Linked DNA regions of Mus musculus: region 1 is linked to region 2. The links are chromatin contacts, called in public Hi-C maps. All regions are on one chromosome and are shown on one strand. Each heading gives the region's core, a stretch centred on a gene start, on an enhancer-like site or on the middle of the called end of the contact. The rest is flanking DNA. Distances are from core to core; before and after follow the strand shown. Region 1 holds the start of Kcna4 (potassium voltage-gated channel, shaker-related subfamily, member 4). Region 2 has its middle 33 kb from the start of Arl14ep.

Region 1 (5,890 bases), core at 241-2,740, 280 kb after region 2:
TGGGATAAATTTGTTTGTGCCATAATCTCAAGGTGCTCTGACTGGAAGAAGATAGGAAAACCAGATCCCACATTACAGCTTATTTGCTTGTTTCCCCTTCAGTAATTACATTTCAGCCCCCACCCCATTATTTTAAAAATTAAACAACTAAAGCAGTCTTCCAGGTGTCTTTCCCCACGTCAGCAGCGACAGGGTGAGTGCAGTGCACAGGGGCATATCTATAATTCAGCTCAGGAATATTTTCCTTAATAATTAATCAGGAATCACAAAAGAAGGAAGCCCAATAGGGCCCATGAACAAAGCTGCTGGAGAGTACAGCTACCCAGGTGCCAACTGACCAGCCCAGGACTGATCTGCTCCCGTAGCTGGACCTGTGTACCGTACTGCTTATTCAAACCATAAGGTGTGCTGAGGGAGATGGCCCAAGACCCAAACCTGACCATCACCTTGATTCCCCTCCCACTACACCCTGCCCGGTCTCTGAGCTAACCTTTCTTGTATACCACATCTATGTCCCAGAGACATCCACAAACTAACCACTAATGAAAAAGCACCTAAAGTTTATCTGGGGTGGGGTTGCCTTCCTAGAGACACACTTAGTTGCTTATAGGATAGGAAATGTGGAGTACTTAAACAAACAAACAAACAAACAAACAAACAAACAAACAAGTGGATGGCAGTAAAGTTTGGGGCACTAATATAAAGCCTCTCCAATGGCCCACATGGGCTCTCCAGTTCAGCTTCAATTATCTTTGCAGCAACAGTTTCACAGAGGGGTCAACTCAGCCTTTCAAAAGCTCCAGCCTAGGCCATTTTTAACAGTTTGTCCATAACCCTCCAGCCTCCCTCCTGTTGTGACTTGAGCCTCCTGTACACAGTAGCCTTCGCCGGGGGTCAGACTTCATATTCGACCAGTCTCTAACATATGGTCTAATACATGGGTAAAGTTGATCTTTCTCTGTGCCAACTGGGCCAGCAGCTGAAGCTGCAGACTCTCAGTGTTCCAGGAACGCTGAGACTAAGGTTGGGGTGTACTCACGGGGAGGGGAGGGGGAGGATTTCTGGACCTGCAGTCTGGCCAGAGATGCACCTGAGCCCTACTACCACACCTCTAGGGGTAAACAGATGACCAATGTCTGGGGAGATAAAAGATCAGGGTAAGAAGGGAAGCTGCCCCAAGCTATCCACCCCATTTTCTGGACTGCATCTTTCATCGAAGTCCCTCTCTCCCAGTGTCTCTAGTGGCACCTGTGCTGTGGTCGGTCCTGGACTTCTATTCCAGTTCCTACGGGACACATCTGCCTCCGGGATTTGCTCCTCGCTTGGGGGTGATACCCAAGTGCTCCTGGGATAGTTTCCAGAAGCTAAGCAGTCGTGGGGGCTGGGCCGACGGGTGGGGTCGCAGCGTCGTGACTGTGCCCGCCCAGCCATGCGGGGAGGCACCCCTAGTGACAGCCCCAAAGGCCACACCCTCGGCCCGGCCAGGCCCCGCCCCCGCCCGTGCGCGCTGGCAGCCTGGGGAGGCGTGTGCTGCTCCTGCAGCCAGCTAGAGAGCAAGACTGGGATGGATACTGGAGAAGGAATGCAGGCTTAACAAGTGATCGCTGCTGTCTAGGATTTTGAGTCTTTTTCGGAGAACCTTGACTTCCGTTCCCAGCCCATGTCTGCTGTGCCGAACTCCAGAGGAACCAGAAATCTCCGGGGTCTACCTTGGGGCGTCCCCAATCTCCACCTCTGGGCTCCAGTAACGAGGACTCTGCAATACCCCCTAGCCCCCTGGCCAAGACAACCGAACTTGTTCCGTGGATATTTGGGATCCTCCACCTGCCAAACCTGAGCGATTTTTTTTGTACTGCGCCCCCACCCCCAATGATTCTGCCCCTCCTCCAGCTGTTGCAGCGTGGAAAAGGGGAAACAAATCACCGGGGGGGATTTTTTTCGTCTATTTTTATTTTTCGCACTTGCTGGGAATGGTAAGTATGAGATCTTTCTTATCTTTCCTTCACCTTACTCTTTTGGCTGTTGAGAAACTGTGGACATTTGAGGAATAAATAATATTGAGAATGTGACAGAAGGACATGAATGGAAGGCGGTTAAAAATAAACCAGGAGGTGGGAGAAGGGAGGTGCAGATGCTACGCGGCGCTCCAGGGGCAACCCAGGGGATGGGGCGAGTGCGCCCTGCTTAATGTGCCAGAGCGGGAACCCAGGTCTGGAGGCTAGGGCGCAATTAAAGATGTCGTTCCCCCAACGAGGTGGGGTTTAGATTCAGCATCATTTTCGTTTTGCCTGATCCCAGCCTCACCGTTCCTCTCCTTTGCGAACAGCTGATGAGCCGGTCTGTATTGTTGCCTCTCCCAACATTCAGATGGCATGCATTTTCAGAGTGTTTGAGCAGTCCACAGGGACTGGATAAATGGTGTGCGTTGAGTTGATGTACGTGTTTCTTGGTGTTGGTTTTTCTGATTCTATCACCTTTTTATGTTTTAATTTTGTCCCTCTCTGCCCTTCTCCCAAATTTGGTTCAGGTACCACCCTAACACAGTTGCAGAAATTAGCATCTAGAAAGGAAAGCAGCCTTGTTGTTGTTGGGTAGGAAGGGAAGAGGGAATGCTTGTTGGTATTTGGGAACATAGAAGCAAGAATAGGTGCCCTGCAAATCCTATTAGTTTAATGGTGTTAAGAAGGTCTCTTGCATAAAGTCTGCTTGATTCTCCTAAGAAGAATACCTGGAGAAAGAGAGATTTTAAATCAGCTTGGTTTGTTTGAAAAAATGGTTTGGTGGGTTTACAATTTGTCTTTTCTTTCTGTCTTCCTTCCTTCCTTCCTTCCTTCCTTCCTTCCTTCCTTCCTTCCTTTCTTTCTTTCTTTCTTTCTTTCTTTCTTTCTTTCTTTCTTTCTTTCTTTCACTTTCTTTTCTCTATCTCCCCTTTCCCACCATGCCTCCCTGCTTCACTGCCTACTTACCTCTCTCCCTCCCTTCCCCCTTTCCTTCTTTCTGTCTCTCTAGGATAGTAAGGTAACTAGTAGCCAATTGAAAGGAAAACAGTTTTCTTTTTGAATGTCAAAGAGTTAGAAAAATAGTAATTAACAAGCCTAAATAAATAAAAGAATAAGGAAGCATTTGCTGTAGAACACAATGAAGGCAGTTCCAGAGCTTGTAGAAGTTACAGTGAGCTGGAAGACCCTCAAATTCATGACATTTGGGGGAGTTACTTGAGTAGAAGAAACATCTTCACATTTGTAAATCTATGGGTATGTCAGTTATTCAGGGCTTAAGTGGTGTCTGTACAAACTGTTTGTGGGTGCTGAGAAGTTGAACACATTCTCAGGCTTTTTGGATTCTGTCAATCTTAAAAAGATGTTGGCTGACATTCCACAGTGAACGTAGTCATAAGGTGGTTTTGTACACAAGGCCTTAGAGGTTTCACCACGGTAAACACTTATGAATGTAAGATGATGTGACCAGGACAACAGAAGAGGGGGGTGTTGCTAGGGATAACTTCTGAGGTGTATTTTCTGGAGTCTTTTGGTTTCAACCAAGGGTGTGTGTGTGTGTGTGTGTGTGTGTGTGTGTGTGTGTGTGTGATGCCCTGTGTTTGCCATTTAAGTTATGGGACCAACACTCAAAGTGAAGAGCAGCAGGTGCTCAAGGGTAGAATCCTGTTAATGGCTTCAGAAAGCCATGGCTCTCATGCCGCCGAAGTGTTTCCAGTAATAGAAACTAGAGGATGCCCAGAACTCTACCTGTTATCATCATTGCCAATTCTCTGGCTCATTTTCTGTATTCTTAGAAGTCCTCTTGGCCAGAGTAAATGGAAGAAGCAGGTGGTCAGAGTTAGGGGCAAGTTTCCTAAGTCCTGGCTGAGGAGATAAAGTCAATGGACTTAGGAGAGCAAAGTAAGAAAAGAGGGCCAGGGATAGCAGATGAGGCAGAGAGATTGGGATATGAAAAAAAAATGTGTGGTGAACTGGAGGGCGAAAGAACAGGATACAGTGAAATGGGGGGTGGGGTGGGTAAAGTGTGTACTCTAAATGCTGCATCCACATGCTTCAGAAGACTATATCAGGTGAACATGACGGCACTTCAAGGAGAGGGGATGGTTACCAAGAGAAGTGGGAACTGAGATCTGCTTCTAGGCCGTGGGTGGTAGGGAGTGTTCAGGAAGCTGGAGTAGAGAAATAAAAAAAAACAACAACAACAACAGGGGCTTGTTTCATGGAGTCAGAGAATGCCAGGTTCACACAGGCATTGTCTAGTGTCATAGTGACATATCTGTCCAAGTTCTGTCTTACCCCACCTCAGAGAGCATCGGCAAAGACTGTGAATTTAGAGAGTGGGTAGATAGATGACAGCCTAGTTTAATGCTGTGTTATCCATAACTGACATATCTGTTGCTATTTACTATGTACATAGACAGTGTGCTATCCTGAGAGCATCCATGATCTCCATGGATCCTTACCAATGTGGGGTAAAGGGGATTGATTATGTTGTCTACATTTTATGATTAGGAAATTGATGATCATTCAAGTAGTGGAGTCTAAACTGAAGAAAAATGTTTTATTTCCCCACTTCTTTAATCCCAAGAAAAAGAAAAATGTAAGGGTACTTAATTCAGCAACATTCCATGAGTGAAAATTTTAAGGAGAATTCCTTGAGATAAATGAATACTGGAAACAGCTGTAAAGTCAGAGCATCACTGTTGTGGAATGAAGAGGATACTATTGAGAATTAAACCTGGCATTGGTGAAGGGGCAGAGGAAAGCAAGAACCGTGTGGGTTGAGAATGGACAGGACCTAAACAAATGAGTTGCCACCAAACAGACTGATCTGAACCAATGACAAAAGAAGAGAGCAAGGTGGATGCTGAGTGGGAGAGATTTTAGAGCAGCCTGCCCCGTATTCTTGAAAAGTTATGGTCTCCTGGTGTGTGTTTCATGATTTGCCTGAGGACAAGAGCAGTGTATGTGGAGTAAAGGGCTGTTTGCTCTCTATGGTTTGATTCTTTTTTTTTTCCCCTGTGCTTATTTCCCATCCCTCTTCAGGTGAAGTGCTTCTTGTGAATGATTCTAGCCAAAGGATGCTCTTCATTTCCTGCTTTCTATGGAGACCTCAGTGTTGAGTTTGCCTCTGCTGGAACTGCGTCTACCACCTTCTCTACCTTCCAAGGTCTTTGCCTCTATCTACAACCTGGCATTGTCTGTGGGTCCATGAAGGCTTGGATGACCTTAGAGGGAAGGTCTGGGAGTCCACCCTCATAGACTAAGCAGCAATGGCTGGGCATATTTTAAGCCGCATTTTAACATGGGTCAAGCCATCAGTAGAAGGCAAGTGCTAAGACTAAAGACTTATTTGAATTTTATTTAAATTAGATGGACTGGGCCTTGGCCAATTTCCATGCAAGAAAAAGTATATTTCATTTTCTAGGCACAACTTCTGAGTGTCAGATACTTGCTGTCTTTGAGTCTTGTGGCGTCATCACCGGACAGCATCCCAGACAGACTTCCAGATTTGAACATCTACCCCCCAACACGTAGGTGTATGGGAGACCACATCATTTCATGACTTATGTTTGAGGAACACTAGGCTGTTGTCTAGACGAGGCAAGCTCTGGAAAGCAACGCCGAGTCTCTGAGAAGAGGGAGCATAGGCTGTGCTGATTTAAAAACAGAAAATGCAAAGTTGGACTGAAAATATCCCACGTCTTCTAAGCAATCTGCTTAAGGCTTCCAAACTTACCTTAATTTGGTAAGAAAATAAGCTGCCCTATTTTTCTTTCTTCTTCTCTTACAACTGGAAGCAGCCATTTCCCCAAACCACCACCATGGAAGTGGCGATGGTGAGTGCCGAGAGCTCAGGGTGCAACAGCCATATGCCTTATGGTTATGCA
Region 2 (6,536 bases), core at 726-3,225:
ATCTTTTTTCAGGATGGAATGTTTCATCTCATCTCTTGAAATTGCTGCACAAGCTCAAGATTCAGGAGGCCATGGTTTGATCCCCTGTACCACAGAAAACTAGGTGCGGTGGATCAGACCTGCACTCTCAGCAGAAGGTGTAGAAGTTCATAGTCATCCTTGACTACATAGGAAGCTCAAGTGTATCAGATGAGATAAACTTTACTTTGAGAACACCATTTAATAAAAGACAATTACTGCATTAATTATCTAGAAATCTATATTTTAAAAAGTGTAGGCATTATAAGAACAAAAGTGAAAGCAAAATATGAAAAATAGAATTGTGACAACAGAGACTGGGCCCCTGCCTTAGGCTCCCCAGCGAGCATTTTCCGAGGTTTTGCTTTAATTATGGATTACTAGCTGATCTGGAGAGAGAAGCTTTCAAGGCCAGAAGCTTCAAAAGCCTCTGTTTCTTGTTTTGTTTGTTTGTTTGTTTTGTTGAGACAGAGTTTCTCTGTGTAGCTCTGGCTGTCCTGAAACTCACTTTGTAGACCAGGCTGGCCTCGAACTCAGAAATCTGCCTGCCTCTGCCTGCCAAGTGCTGGGATTAAAGGCGTGTGCCACCACCACCCGGCTCTGTTTCTTGGTTTTGACTAGTCACCATCATATCTCATTTTCTCTCTCATAGGTTGCTTGGAGAGAAGTGTTTCTTCCTCTCTCCTTTTCCTTGTTGGGAGTCCATCCTTCTCAGCCTTTCATAATGGCTTGGGGACTCAACACAGTTCAGTGTCCTAGATAAATTCTCTTTTATTTAGTATTAGAAGCATCTTTTCTTGCTTATTTGGTGTCACTGGGGGAAGCCGCTCATTATAACTTGGAAGTTGCTGTACTGAAACACACATGTTGTCTAGATAGTGCCCATCCGTTTTGTTCCTTCTAAGAACCCAGAGGCTCTTTCAGCATCTAGGACACCTCATGCAATCCAAATAACTCTTTGGAATTGACTTCATTCTCTTTCTATATAGCATAATACATAGTCACTGAGTTCTTCCACTTTTTAAACTTCTTACGAACTTCTTTCTTTAACTTCTGTGCCCTATGCTTGTTTTATGCATTAGATGCCTATGGATATAGCATCCAAGAGGCTTCTTTCTTTTTTCTTTTGGTTTTTCTAGACAGGGTTTCTGTGTATAGCCCTGGCTGTCCTAGAACTCACTTTGTAGACTAGGCTGGCCTCAAACTAAGAAGTCCACCCGCCTCTGCCTCCCAAGTGCTGGGATTAAAGGTGTGCACCACCACACCTGGTCCCAAGAGGCTTCTTAAAGGATACCTGAGGACACTGAAGATCTGCAAAAGAAAGACATCAAATTATGTAAAACAAAGCAACAAAGCCCTAATAGTGGTTAGTCTGTGCCACATTAACATCATTTTCTGGTCTTACTGGTTTAATACAACAGTCTTTATGACTGTCTTACATTACATATCCATTGCAGGTTAATGAGAGACTGAAGTTCTGTGCTCTACAGTTGCCCAAGAAACCCAGGGATAAAGACCCTCTACTGTTTTGAATGAAGCATCTGGAAGAGAATCTTTCTTATTTCTGTGGGAGGACAAGAGAACCAGAGAAAGGTATGGTTGTCACTGCCTCACCTCCCAAATGTCATTGAGTAGAACTAACTGGATGGCTTTTCTTTTCTCAAGTACTGGGACCAAGATGTGCAACCTCCTGTTTGCCCAGAGGAGGAGAAGACAATTAACCCGTCCAGCAGGTCCAGTTATTCGTGGGTCTCGAGGGGACTGCTCCTGAAACCAAATGGGGGGTGAGAGAGAAATGGGTGCCAAGCACAGAAATGACATGGAGTCAGTCTGAATCTTGTCAAGGTCTCGTTGTATTCAGCAAAACTTGTAGTTTTTATACAAAAAGATCAAAGGGGAAATAACCCTTATACAGAAGGGCAGGGGGGAGCAGTGGTAATTTTCCTTGGTGACTACAAGGGGAGGTGCGATATCTAAAAGTACATCTTGTGGTTATGACATCTGCTGTTTGCGTCAGTCAGGTCTGGAATCATCTTGTGGTAATTCTTGAAACATTCCGTTGGTGACCTTTGTCTGGACTTAGTCAGCTTGGGGAGGAGGTCCAGCTTTATGTCTTAACACTTGGTAGTCATCTTTTTCACTTGGATTATTATAAAAAAATTAGTTTTGGCTCCCAACAGACATTGGTGGATTTGTTTATTCATGTTCTTTAAAAAACATCGAAGTTAAGAAGGAAATCCAAATTAATAAATAATTAAAAATAGAGAAAAATCTAAATTAAAATATATAGTCAAATATTTCATGATTAAGTTAGGTATAAATAAATATTTTTTTTACCTCCACAAAGTTACTTAATTTTAAAGCCCAGGCTTGTACGCTTAGAGTGTATTCCAAAAGTTCCTTCAGTTTCAACTTCTTTCATTTTACCTACAAAGGAGTTGCCTTCATTTTAGCATTTCCATGCATGTCCTCCATGCTTTGACCATAGCCAGCCTCCCGTTACTGTCTCTCCTGTCACCTTCTGGTGGGTCCTTTCACATACTCTAGATTACCCATAAGAGGGAAAAAAATCATGCAATGTTTATAATGTTCAATCTTCTGTGTTTTGCTTGGCACAATGATTTCCAGTTTCACACATTTTTTTCCTCTTCTTCCCCTCCCTTCTCCCCCTCCTCCTTCTTTTGCATTCGAAATGTGTTTATTTTTTTCTCTTTTATTAAACAGACCAATTAACCTGAATAGTTTCCCTTCCCTCCACCCCTACCAGCTACCACCATCACCTCTTCTCCCATTTGGATCTACTTCCTTTCTTCTCTCATTAAAAAATAACAGGCTTCTAAGAAATAACAACAAAACACAACAAAATGAAATATAATATGATAAAACAAAACCCATTATATCAAAGTGGCACAAGTCAAGCCAACAGAAAAATAAAAGAACCCTGAGAGAAGGCACAGGAATCAGAGACCCACTACATATAAAGTAGTCCCATAAAAGTACTAAATGTACTGAGAAGCTACCATATACATGCAGAGAACCCGGTGTAGATCCGTGTAGGGTTTGTAGTTGCTGCTTCTGTTTCTATATTCATATTTTTCTTTTTAAAATAATTTTTATTGGATATTTTCTTTATTCACATTTCAAATGTTATCCCCTTCCCCCCAAACCCCTTGCCTCATCCCACTTGCCCCTGCTTCTATGAGGGTGTTTTCCTATCCATCTACCCACTCCTGCCTCCCCGCCCTTGAATTCCCCTACACTGGGGCATTGAGCTTTCACAGGACCAAGGGTCTCTCCTCCCATTGATGGCTGACAAGGCCATCTTCTGCTACATGTGCGGCTGGGTCCCTCCATGTGTACTCCTTGGTTGATGGCTTAGTTCCTGGGAACTCTGGGGGGTCTGATTGGTTGATATTATTGTTCCTTTAATGGGGTTGTAAACCCCTTCAGCTCCTTCAGTCCTTTCTCTAACTCCTCCATTGGAGACCCTGTTCTCAGTCCAATGGTTGACTGAGAGCATCCATGTCTGTATTTGTAAGGCTCTGACCTCTCAGGAGACAGCTATATGAGCCTCCTGTCAGCAAGCACTTGTTGGCATCCATAATAGTGTCTGGGTTTGATAACTGTATATGGGATGGATCTCAACTTGGTGCAATCTCTGGATGGCCTTTCCTTCAGTCTCTGCTCCACACTGTATCTCTTTATTTCCTCCCATGGGTATTTTGTTCCCCCTTCTAAGAAGGACCGAAGTATCCACATTTTGGTTTTCTTTCTTCTTGAGCTCCATGTGGTCTGTGAATTGTATCTTGGGTATTCCAAGTTTTTGGGCTAATATCCACATATCAGTGAGTGCATATCTTGTGTGTTCTTTTGTGATTGGGTTACCTCACCCAGGATGATATTTTCTAGTTCCATCCTTTTGCCTAAGAATTTAATGAATTTATTGTTTTTAATAGCTGAGTGGTGTACCATTTTGTAAATGTACCACATTTTCTGTATCCATTCCTCTGTTGAAGGATGTCTCAGCTTCTGGCTATTAGAAATAAGGCTGCTATGAGCATAGTGAAGCATGTATCCTTGCTATATGTTGGAGAATCTTTTTGGGGTATATGCCCAGGAGTGGTATAGCTGTATAGGTATAGAGTCCTCAGGTAGTACTATGTCCAATTTTCCGAGGAACCACCAGACTGATTTCTAGAATAGTTATATCATCTTGCAATCCCACCAACAATGGCAGAAGTGATACATATTTTTCAAATGACATAATTTCATCCCTTATGGCTGAATAAAAGTCCATTATATATATATGTACTATTTAAATTACTTTGCTATTGGTGTGATAAAACATTGTGAAACTTATAAAAGAAAGCATTTATTTGAAGCTTACACTTTCAGAGGGTGAGTCCATGACCATCATGGCAGAGAAAATAGCAAGTCGGCAGGTATGGTTGAGAGCTTATACTTTCATTCACAATCAGAAGGCAGACAGACAGACAGACAGATAGACAGACACACACACATAGATAGAGAAATAGAGAAACAGAGACAGAGACACACAGAGACACAGAACAGAATGAAGCAAATCTTTTGAAACCTCAAAGTCACCCTCTTTAAACAAGGCCACACCCCCTAATCCTTCCCAAACATCTCCACAAATTGTGAACCAATTATTCAATCATACGAGACTTTGGGGGCCACTCTCATTCAAACCATCAAATGCACCAAGCTTTCTTTTTGTGTTGTTTGATATCTAGGCTGATCCCGTAACTTGACTATTGTTGATAGTGCAGTATTAAATATAGATGTGCTGGTATCTCTGTGATATCCTGACATATTTTTTTCAAATATGTGCCTAAGGATAACATCTCTGAAAAAGTTTGTTTCTTAATTTCAAAGCCTTCTGATCGCTATAAAATTACAAACATTTATGAATTGGGTGTGTGAATGTAACCAGTAACATCAGACACAGTTGCAAAACTCTTTATTCCTTTTATTGTGATCTATTTATAATACATTTATTATATTTTATACATGTGTAATAATGTATTTTGGTCATATTTAGCTGTGTCTTCCTCTTTTGTTCATCTTTCTTCTTGATTAGCCTACCTTCTAATTTTGTTTATATCTTTTGTTTTGCTACATGTGACCTTCATTAGGGCTGTAAAGGAAGTGTGATGGGAGTTTGTTACTGGAGCAGAGACACTCTCCCAATCCTATACCATTGAAGAAAATATTTCTACCTCCTCCACCAACTGCTACCTGCACATAAATCTTCAGGGAAGGGTGGGATCCCACACGTGCCTCCTCTTTTCATCTTTCATAACTTTATAGGTACATTTAAAAACACTTTCTATGCCTCCAATTTTAACAATGCCTCTGAAAAAAAAAATCTTTTAATGGCTCCCGATCGACAGTAAGTGGTGTAGAGACCTAGGTTTTTGCACTTGACATTTGATTCCTAGGGTTTCAGTGCCATTTCTGACATAGTGGAGAAGAAGGTCAATATTTGTTGAAATGCTGAACAAAAAGATAAAACAGTCCACCCTGCACTTTTGAGGAGAGTACAGCCCAGAGAAGAAAACACCACTTGGGGAAAGCGCAGTGCATTGCTGTAAATGCTACCAGTCAAAGCCCCAGGAGGAAAGAGCTTCTGTGCATATAAACAGAACAATTGCAGGAGAATTTCATAAAAATTTGGGCAAGATCAAGAGGAAAGGGAAGAGAGGAGAGAGGGCCAGCCGCCTCAAAGGTGATTTTAGTTCAAGGGGCTCGGCAGCCTGCAGACATTTCCTGAATCAGAGAGAGACAGCAAGATGTGAGGCCTATGCCAGGCAAATCAAATAATCTCACAAGGAAAGGTGAGGCCCAACATGTTAAATCATGGAGAGGAGACCATGGAAGGAGGGAGCAGGGCACAAAGGTTCTGGAGTGGAGTACTATTGAGGAAGATGGAGAATCACACAGAGAGTCTATTGTGAGGTGTCTTTCCAAGTAGGGTGCTCTCCTGTAGGCATGCTCCATTGGTTGGTTAGGAACCCAAACCCTTGGGAACATTCCTGGAAGCTGCCAGCCTCTCCTCATTGAAACAGAAATATAGCCACAGATTTTATAGCTTAGTTTTGGCCTTTGCCTTCAAAATACGGCTCAAAGGTATGTATTCCCAGCTCAATTTAAAAACTCCTCCGCATTCATTGGGGGCAAAGAGTCAAAAATATGTCCCAAGAAGTCCTTACTGGTATGATAATATTTGGGCTGAGAGCAGACAAGAGATCTACCTACAGGGGGCAGTAAAAGAGCAAGGGATGGTTCACGAGTTCCTGAATCTATTCGTAGAACTAGAGAGCAATCCTCCAATGGCCACACTGATCAAAGCTTCCTGAGCAGGTGTTCCTAAACTGGCGTAAGGCTTTCAGTCATTCTTAATGCTTTTCCAGGTAGATTTGCCATGGGATGCAGTGGGTCAGCTGCGGCACTCACTCCAGCCAGGTGCAGGTAGCTGTCAGTGTCATTAGCAAGTG

The links. A called contact is a pair of places that touch in the nucleus more often than the background predicts.
Region 1: a contact with region 2 is called in a Hi-C map of group 2 innate lymphoid cells, with 2.2 times the contacts expected there. The contact joins the promoter of Kcna4 here to the enhancer-like site in region 2. A contact is called at or near these places in 1 of 15 datasets of contacts at CTCF or cohesin (the NIH/3T3 cell line), 4 of 484 Hi-C or Micro-C datasets (cerebral cortex, forebrain and group 2 innate lymphoid cells) and 1 of 115 datasets of contacts at active chromatin or transcription factors (neural progenitor cells).

What each region holds. Positions count from the first base shown.
Region 1 is chr2:107,289,099-107,294,988 of GRCm38.p6, forward strand. Kcna4 (potassium voltage-gated channel, shaker-related subfamily, member 4) reads left to right here and starts at 1,491. Exons shown (of 2, transcript NM_021275.4): 1 at 1,491-1,973; 2 at 5,046-5,890. The coding sequence starts at 5,825.
Region 2 is chr2:107,004,051-107,010,586 of GRCm38.p6, forward strand. No RefSeq gene overlaps it. Among named protein-coding and RNA genes, the nearest start is that of Arl14ep, 33 kb to the left of the region's middle. Within about 2 kb of position 1,976, at least 16 of the 459 cell types and tissues checked have an H3K27ac peak or open chromatin away from gene starts, as enhancers often do. A contact at or near this core is called in group 2 innate lymphoid cells, where this site is marked.